Linked DNA regions of Sus scrofa: regions 1 and 3 are each linked to region 2. The links are chromatin contacts, called in public Hi-C and HiChIP or PLAC-seq maps. All regions are on one chromosome and are shown on one strand. The core of a region is the stretch at or near the end of the contact, and the rest is flanking DNA. Distances in the headings are between cores, read along the strand shown. Region 1 holds the start of KMT2A (histone-lysine N-methyltransferase 2A). Region 2 holds the start of ATP5L (ATP synthase, H+ transporting, mitochondrial Fo complex subunit G). Region 3 holds the start of UBE4A (ubiquitination factor E4A).

The links. A called contact is a pair of places that touch in the nucleus more often than the background predicts. HiChIP or PLAC-seq counts read pairs in DNA pulled down with a chosen protein or histone mark.
Region 1: a Hi-C map of embryonic fibroblasts shows a contact between it and region 2, with 2.1 times the contacts expected there. The contact joins the promoter of KMT2A here to the promoter of ATP5L in region 2. A contact is called at or near these places in 6 of 47 Hi-C or Micro-C datasets (embryonic fibroblasts, epiblast stem cells, heart right ventricle and 2 more) and 2 of 2 datasets of contacts at active chromatin or transcription factors (alveolar macrophages and skeletal muscle).
Region 3: a contact with region 2 is called in an H3K27ac HiChIP or PLAC-seq map of alveolar macrophages. The contact joins the promoter of UBE4A here to the promoter of ATP5L in region 2. A contact is called at or near these places in 6 of 47 Hi-C or Micro-C datasets (embryonic fibroblasts, heart right ventricle, liver and 2 more) and 2 of 2 datasets of contacts at active chromatin or transcription factors (alveolar macrophages and skeletal muscle).

What each region holds. Positions count from the first base shown.
Region 1 is chr9:45,742,234-45,744,933 of Sscrofa11.1, forward strand. KMT2A (histone-lysine N-methyltransferase 2A) reads left to right here and starts at 1,333. Exons shown (of 37, transcript XM_021062912.1): 1 at 1,333-1,794. The coding sequence starts at 1,363.
Region 2 is chr9:45,705,046-45,707,745 of Sscrofa11.1, forward strand. It overlaps ATP5L (ATP synthase, H+ transporting, mitochondrial Fo complex subunit G), which reads left to right and starts at 1,404. Exons shown (of 3, transcript NM_001244137.1): 1 at 1,404-1,739. The coding sequence starts at 1,688. LOC102167309 (a long non-coding RNA gene) reads right to left here and starts at 1,727. Exons shown (of 2, transcript XR_002335663.1): 1 at 1,596-1,727.
Region 3 is chr9:45,659,697-45,662,396 of Sscrofa11.1, forward strand. It overlaps UBE4A (ubiquitination factor E4A), which reads left to right and starts at 1,394. Exons shown (of 20, transcript NM_001244872.1): 1 at 1,394-1,467.

The DNA.
Region 1 (2,700 bases), core at 83-2,582, 37 kb after region 2:
CCCGGGGGCCTGCAGGCTGTGTATCGATCCCCCAGTCTCAGCCAACGCAAGTTCTCCCGGTACAAACCCCTCCCTTCCTTCTGTGCTTTCCCAGCCTTGCAGGCTTCTAACGCCTAGCTTGAGGCGCCCTCCCCTCTTTCCCGCAATAAAGTAAACCCGTGGATATTCATCTCCGGCCCTAACCCTCCTCCTTCCCCCTCCCCCCTCCGCCTACTAACCCCGCGCACACAGCTCGCCGCTGGCGGGCCCCTTCCACCCAGTGTATCATAATGCTCAACGCTCTTCTCCTCCCCCTCTCTTAATCAGAAACGTGCTCGCGAACCCCCCTCCCTCTGCGTGCATACATTAGGGTCTGCTTTGCATGCAGCGGCAGGCAGGGAAGGGAGGAAGAAGGGGCGGGGGCGCTTTTGCCCGCCTCTTCCCTCCAGGCCCCGCTAGCCACCCAGCTTCAGCCTCGTTGTAACGCCGCCTCGTTAGCGGAGCACGCCGTGGCCCCCATGCCCGGGCTGGCGAAACACAACGCAACTCTTTGCAAAAGGGCACGAAAGCCAGAGGTTCCTCAGCCCCGAGCGCATAATAGGGCAAGGAGGTGGCGGGAGCTGAATCTCTCCGGGTTTGCGTTTTGGAGAGAGCTCCAGCATGGAAATGGGAGGGGCTTTTTATTTTTTAAAGCGCATTCACTGAGGGCCTTTCTGTTTTGCATAGAGTAAACTGGACAATAATTCTGTCTTGCCTGTAAGCACAATAAGGGCTCTTTTATTCTAGAAGCGTTAAATCCAGGCTAACCATCTCGTATCCATGCCTCGAGGCGGAGAAGGCGCACTCGTCCCCGACCCGGCCGCCGCGTTAGACTGGAGGCTACTCTCCCGGGCGGTTCGATTCCCAGCGCATCCCGGGAACGTGTGTAATCAGCTTCTCGGCTCTTGAGGCTGCGGGCGGCCGGGATCCCTCCGCCTCCATCCTCCCCGTAGCCCTCGCCCCTCCCCCTCTCCCCGGAACCCGCGCTCCGCGTCGGGCTCCTGGGCTTCCTTCCCCCCTCCTTTTCCAGAGCAATGCCGCTCCCGGAGGGCGGGGCATGCAGTTATCCAGGTTGCGGGGCGGGAGGGCGGGCGGCAGGCGGCGGCCCGGGCCTCGGGATGGCGTAGCCGCGGCTCGGCGTTGGCAGCGCGGGCCTGAGCCCGCTATACAGCTTGCTGGGCCGGCTGGCGCGGCCCGGCGCTCGGCATAGCGGCCGCGGGGTGCAGGCGGCCGGGCGGCGCCGAGCGGGCCGGGCAGGTTCCGGGGCCCGCGCCCCCCCCTCCGCCTCCCCGCCCCCCTGTGTTGTCGCCTCTCCCTCTCGCTGCTTCACTTCACGGGGCGAACATGGCGCACAGCTGTCGGTGGCGCTTCCCCGCCCGACCCGGGACCACCTGGGGCGGCGGCGGCGGGGGGCGCCGGGGCCTAGGGGGCGCCCCGCGGCAACGCGTCCCGGCCCTGCTGCTTCCCCCCGGGCCCCCGGGCGGCGGCGGCGGCCCCGGGGCGCCCCCCTCCCCCCCGGCTGTGGCGGCCGCGGCGGCGGCGGCGGGAAGCGGCGGGGCTGGGGTTCCAGGGGGAGCGGCCGCCGCCTCAGCAGCCTCCTCGTCGTCCGCCTCGTCTTCGTCTTCGTCATCGTCCTCAGCCTCCTCTGGGCCGGCCCTGCTCCGGGTGGGCCCGGGCTTCGACGCGGCGCTGCAGGTCTCGGCCGCCATCGGCACCAACCTGCGCCGGTTCCGGGCCGTGTTTGGGGAGAGCGGCGGGGGAGGCGGCAGCGGAGAGGTAAGGGGGCGAGGAACCCCCAGGTCCGGGGTCTCGACCCTCTGCTGAGCCCCCTCCCCTCCCCCATCCGGGATTGTGGAGCATCCCAATTCGGGGACCATCCTGGGGTCCCTGACCCGGGGCAGATGGCCCTCCCATTTCGGGGCCCCCATATAGGGGTGCGGGCCCCTAGGCGCCCCCACCCCGGGATTCCGACCCATCAGGCCGAGCGCGTTTGCCTCCCACCCTCGTTCCTCTGACCCTTCCCCAAATCCCTTGGCACAGACCCCTCTCCCGGGTTTCCCATCCCGGGACTGAACCCCTCCTCCCTTTCACAGATTACCTCATCCGAGCAAGATTCCTCCCTCCCTCCCTCCTTCCTAGAGACTTGATCCCGCCACATCCCCGCCTCCCTCTCTAGGCAGATGTTTTACTCCTGGGCAGTTTTCCTCTTGGGCATCTCTCTGGTGATGGCCTCATCCAGAGCCACATTCTTCTCCTACCCTTGGGGACCGATGTCCCTTCCAGCACCTTGCTTCCGAAAACCTGATGAACCCTCGCCCAGTCCCCAGGCCAGGTCCCTACACTACCAGCCACTCCCCCTTCCTTCACTTCCACCCTCAACCCCTACCCCCTGCAGATAGATCCTCCCGTCATCCCGCCTTACCCCACCGGGGAAAATCTACTTTCCTCTCCACCTTGCCTCCCTTCACCTCCTTTTCCTTTGAAGGTAACGGTGAGCTCCTCATACAGCAGTGTTCCCCCATCTTAGAGCTGCAGTTTCTAGCCTTTTGGTAGCAGGGGATTACTCTACCTTCACGCCATCCTTTCCCTCCTTTAGAATGAAGGATTAGTGGCATCTTTGAGGGAAAAATAGTCCACTGTCCCCTAGGCGCAGAGAAGAGCAGCTTTCTACCATTTCCCCTG
Region 2 (2,700 bases), core at 154-2,653:
TTTCTGTACTCTCCTATGCAAGACCTCAACCCAGATTAACTAACCCAGCCATTCTCCCTGCTCCAATATTCCAGCTACAAACAACTATTGGAGAAAAATGACAGCCTTTAGAGTGGTGTGGCCATAAATGTGTCTCTAACATTACCCAACAACTCTGTGTGTCCTTAACTTAGCAGCTATTCCAAACTTAACCTCTTTCCTCAAATTCTCTCCCACGCTCCCATTTAACCCTTCACACTCAGGTGAACTTGCCTTCTATTTCAAAGACATCAGAATTTCCACTTTCAGACTTCTCTTTCATCATTCCATCTGTGGAAAAGGCCCCACCACTCCAGGGCTAATCCCAACAACCTTATCTCCTACCTCAGCAGGAATCTTGTCAGTCCCCTCTCTCTAGCTTCATCTCTCCCTTCAGTTTCACATCTCATTTGGTTTTCTGATTCATATTCCTTTATAGCCATATTTCTCACTCATCCACTCTGACTTCTGTCCTAATTGTTTGAAACTGATCTATGTTTCCATACTGCTAAATTAACATCCCCAGCCTTTCTTTGACTTCTCTAGAGTATCAGGCAACTGAATCACTCCTTCACTCAAAGGCTGATCTTGGCTTCTTGATATCACTCCTAATTTTTCATTCCACCTCTAACCATTCCATCAATCAAAGTTTTACTTCTGCTCAGGCTTCTTCCAGGTACATTACTTATTCTGTTTTTCTCATCAAATGCCACTTCCCTATATGTATCTTTTCCTCCAGTTATATTTAACTATAAAGTTTCAACTCTGTAGTACATAGGTGTTCTGTTATACATTAATTCAAGGACCTCCTTCTCTAGGAAGTCTTCCCAGATCAGCAAGACGCCTAATTCCATACTAATGCCTTTTCTTTGTTTACAATGCAACTTCTTCAGATCCCAACTCTGCTATATGAACATTTATCAATTCCAGTCTTAAATGGGGACGTTACCTGACACAGAGGCTTTCTTTAAATTCCAGAATGCCTAACAGACTGGAAGCCGTCAGTAAATGTGATTTTGTTCTTTATATCTGAACAGTTCCTTGTGGCTGGTTAGGGAATTAGATTCTAACCCTGATACAGGATGCAAGGGAGACGGGGATTACAAAAGATCAACTAGAGAAAAGCAATGGGCTGAGGCAGATGACAAGTTACGTAGCGCCCCCCCCCCCCCCCACTATACATGTTTGGCCTAGGACCCTCTGCCTTTGTAAGACGATCGTGTTGGCCTAGAAAAATCGCAACAGCGCCTTCCAGTCCTAACTTCCCACGTTGTCCCAGAAAAGCTGCAAAAGCACCCTACACAAAAAGTGGAGGTGGGAGCAGCAGGCTGCCCGGGACGCTCAGGGCACATGCGCCTTCCCGCCCCGCTCCTGTCTTCCGACTTCCCTGAGCGGCTGCCCCAAGAAATGCCTGTTTCTCTGCGGCAGAAATGTGTTGCTTTTTACCTGCTCTCTGATCTCATCTTCTCATACCCACTTTTCCCTCTTGTGAGTGAAGAAAATAAACTGACCCACTGGATTCCGAAGAGACAGTACACCTAAATATATTGGACAGGCGCAGAAAGAGGAGGCCTGACCTTGGAAGCGGAACGGGGTCCTGCCGCAGGTCCTTCCTGGCGGGTGACATTCAGCCAGCCAGTCGCAGCGACGGACTTTCACTCCTAGAACCATGGCCCAGTTTGTCCGTAACCTCGCGGAGAAGGCACCGGTCTTGGTTAACGGTGAGCGCGGCGTGAAGCCTGCCGACTGGGGTACCCGGGCGCGGGGTGCGGGGGAGAGGCCTGCGAGGGCCTGAGGGGAGGACGCGGGCTGCGGTCACGAGGGGCCGGCGGAGCTGTTGTGTGTGCCGCCTGAAGGAGGACTGGGGACAGAAGGCAGATTCGCGATTCTTTTCTAGCCTTTTGGCCAGGCCTGCGGCTTGGGTTCTCTCTACAATCTAGAAGTTCTGAATTTTGACCACGACGGGGAGGGGAGGGAGTGTGCAAGCAGCCGGGGGTTGCCCTGCAGCCGCCGCCATGACGCCCTTGGACCGCTCGGAAAAGGAGCAGGGAGGGGGATGGCTCTGTTAGGAGGGCGAGGGAGGTGAGGACAGAGACGTGTAGAAGTACAGACGTGCGGCCTCATCGGCTTTTCTGCTTCCGGTGGAGTATTTGGAAGGCTACAGAGCTTTTAAGGATGGGTGACCTTTGGAACGTTGCCTTTGCTTTATGCCTTGGCCAGGCTCCGAGGTATTTTGTCTTTAATCTAAGTGAGTTTTCAGATGAAGTTGAACTTTACGGACGAATGTCCCTGCCTTGGTAAGTATAGGAAGGGATATGTGTAAATAGTAATCCTTATTATCATAGTTCAGCGTCCGTGGGGATTTTCCGTTTGGAAAAGCATCGCTGGTCGAACGCTGTGTTTCGGAACAGGTGAATAGTCACAGCCCAGAGTAGTAGTCTTAAGTGAGTAAATGTTTCAGTTGTCTGCTGGGTATCAAGCTATTCATTTTATTCCCAAAATGAGATCAGTTAAATTAACGGAAGCCTTTCCATTAGATGTGCTATATTCTAAGTAAGTGGTTGAAGCGCAGATCTCTAAATAGCTTTCGGTCAGATTTGATTAGAAAAGTAAATAGAAATTTTTTTAATATGTATAATATTTCTGAAGCTATTTTGCTGTGATTGGTATTTTCTTATTCAT
Region 3 (2,700 bases), core at 144-2,643, 45 kb before region 2:
TTTTCCATTTTTTTCATAATCACTTTCCTAACGGGTAAGGTGACATTTCGTCCTGGTTTTGATTTGCATTTCCCTAATGACTACTGACATTGAGCATCTTTTCATGTGCTTATTGGCCATTTGCACATTTTCTTTTTTCTTTTTTTTTGGGGGGGGGGGAGGGCTCACTCAGGCATATACAGTTTCCCAGGCTAGGTGTCCAATAGGAGCCACAGCCATAGAAACACCACAGCAACACGAGATTGGAGCTCTAAGTATGTCTGTGACCTACACCACCCACAGCTCATGGCAATGCAGGATCCTTAACCCAGTGAGCAAGGCCAGGGATCGAACCCACAGCCTCATGGTTCCTAGTCAGATTCGTCTCCACTGCGCCATGAGGGGAACTCCTTTTTGTACGTTTTCTTTAGAGAAATGTTTATTCAAGTCCACTGTCCATTCTTTAATCCAGTCATTTGTGTTGGTTGTTGTTGAGTTACAGACTTTTTAAAATATATCTGGATGTTACTTCTTAATCAGATATGTAATTTACAAATATTTCTGTCACTCAATGAATTGTCTTTTTTTTTTTTTTTTTTTTGTCTTTTTTTGCTATTTCTTGGGCCGCTCTCACGGCATATGGAGGTTCCCAAGCTAGGGGTCGAATCGGAGCTGTAGCCGCCGGCCTACACCAGAGCCACAGCAACGCGGGATCCGCCGTATCTGCGACCTACACCACAGCTCACAGCAACGCCGGACCCTTAACCCACTGAGCAAGGGCAGGGACCGAAGCCGCAACCTCATGGTTCCTAGTCGGATTCGTTAACCACTGCGCCACGACGGGAACTCCTGAATTGTCTTTTCATTTGCACTCTTAAAAAATATGCCGCTTCCTTTGCCTTTGTGTACCTCGAGGCAACCTTGAGGATGTATATCGTCTCCACTTTACAAGAACACATTGCCTGGCACCTAAAAAGAATTCACAACTTTCAGTTACTGTTATTACTACTGTTAACTGCTTCACAGATAATAATTTATAAAAAGTACAGAAGCTGCTTCAAAAAAGCCTAAGGCTAATGGGAAAAATAGAAAGAAGCCCACAGTGGCCTAGAGCAGAGCCAGGGTTTACCAAGTCATATCTGTCACCCATACACGGATTTCGGAGACCCGTCTCATACTCCGTGAAGCTTCAAAACACCTGCCTTGCAGCTCACCCATAAGCCTGCCACTACCCGCCGGACACCGCCCTAACGCCACTTCCGGCTACTTCCGCTCCGCCCCAGCCAGCCAGCGCATGCGTCGTGGGGATGTTTGCGCGCCCGCTCCCAACGCAGAGCGACACACCCAGTTTCCGGCGCCTAGACGAGATTCCTCAAGGCACGGCGCCTAGTCATGATGTAAGTTCCGGTTGCGGTGCTGAGTCGGAAGTGGGAACCCTTCGGCCACTGAGACTCTGTCGTGTCGTCGCTGCTGGCCCTTCTGGCTCTGGTAAGAGACAAAATAGCTGGAGGGGAGGGGAACCTTTGAGGCTGCAGAGGAATTTTTTCCTTCTAGTCGAATGCCAGTCCAAACCTCTGCACTGTTAGCTCTTTCAAATTCTTTTTACCTGTGCTTTCCTGACCACTGGCTTTCTCCTCCATGAACTTCGACCCTGACTGTTTTGGGAACCCCTTACAGTGCTCTAGCTTCTGGCCTCTCTGGCCCCCTTGGCCATTCTCTTCCTGGAAAAGCCAGGAATCTTGGCCTTGCATTAATTTTGACTTTCTTTCTCTAGAACGTGCGCCCAGTGGGTGGGTCTCCCTCCATGCTGCGAATACCTTATGGAACCTGGAGGGATAAAATATAAAAAGTAGACAACAGATAGCCAAGTGCCAAAGAAGAGGAAATTAAGCACAGCCTACGGCTGTGTCATAGGCTGGTAATCAAACCAGTTGAATACATATGGCAGGGTATTGACATTTCTTAAGGCAAGCAATCATTTCACCTCTCAAAACTCTGCTGGCACTCTGCTTCTTGCTCCCTCAGCAGCTGGGTTTAGAAGGCACTTGCAAAATTGAGTAACTAGAGCTCAGGAGCTTATTTTTGATGGATCTTCTCCTTGGGATCAGTTTTTTGCTTCCAGAACAAGAAAATGTTTAGTCTCACTCGCATGGACCATTTTGGTCTCACATGGGAGCCCTTCTGAGATAAAATGGGCCCCAGGAGGGAGTACTGTCTGCTTTGCTACTTGATGAGCTCCTTCTAGCTTGCCGATGTGACTGATGTGACCAAAGGATCTGTTTCCACAGTAGAGGCCTGAAAGGGTAATTGGAGGGGGAACATGTGATGAAATATTTTTTTAATTCCTTTTTTGGTTTGACCTCACCAGGAAACTTAGACCTTATGGAGTATGATTTAATAAAGTTTGATTTTGAGAATCCCAGTTTTGTGAAGTATTCCGAGTATTTCTGTTTAAAAGCAATATCAAGTCCGATGTTAAAACGTGCGCTCATCTCTTTAAAAGCTGTCAGTGGCCCTTAAGGGATAGCAGTATTGCTTATAAACAAAAGATTGAATCAGGGGAGAGTGAAAGGATTTTGTAGGACTGGGCTAGACAGCTATTACAGACTCTTGGAGCACATGTATCAGAGGGAAACATGTTTTTAAAGAGGACGGATTTAGGGAGTTCCGGTCATGGCTCAGCAGAAACGAATCTGACTAGTATCCACGAAGACACAGGTT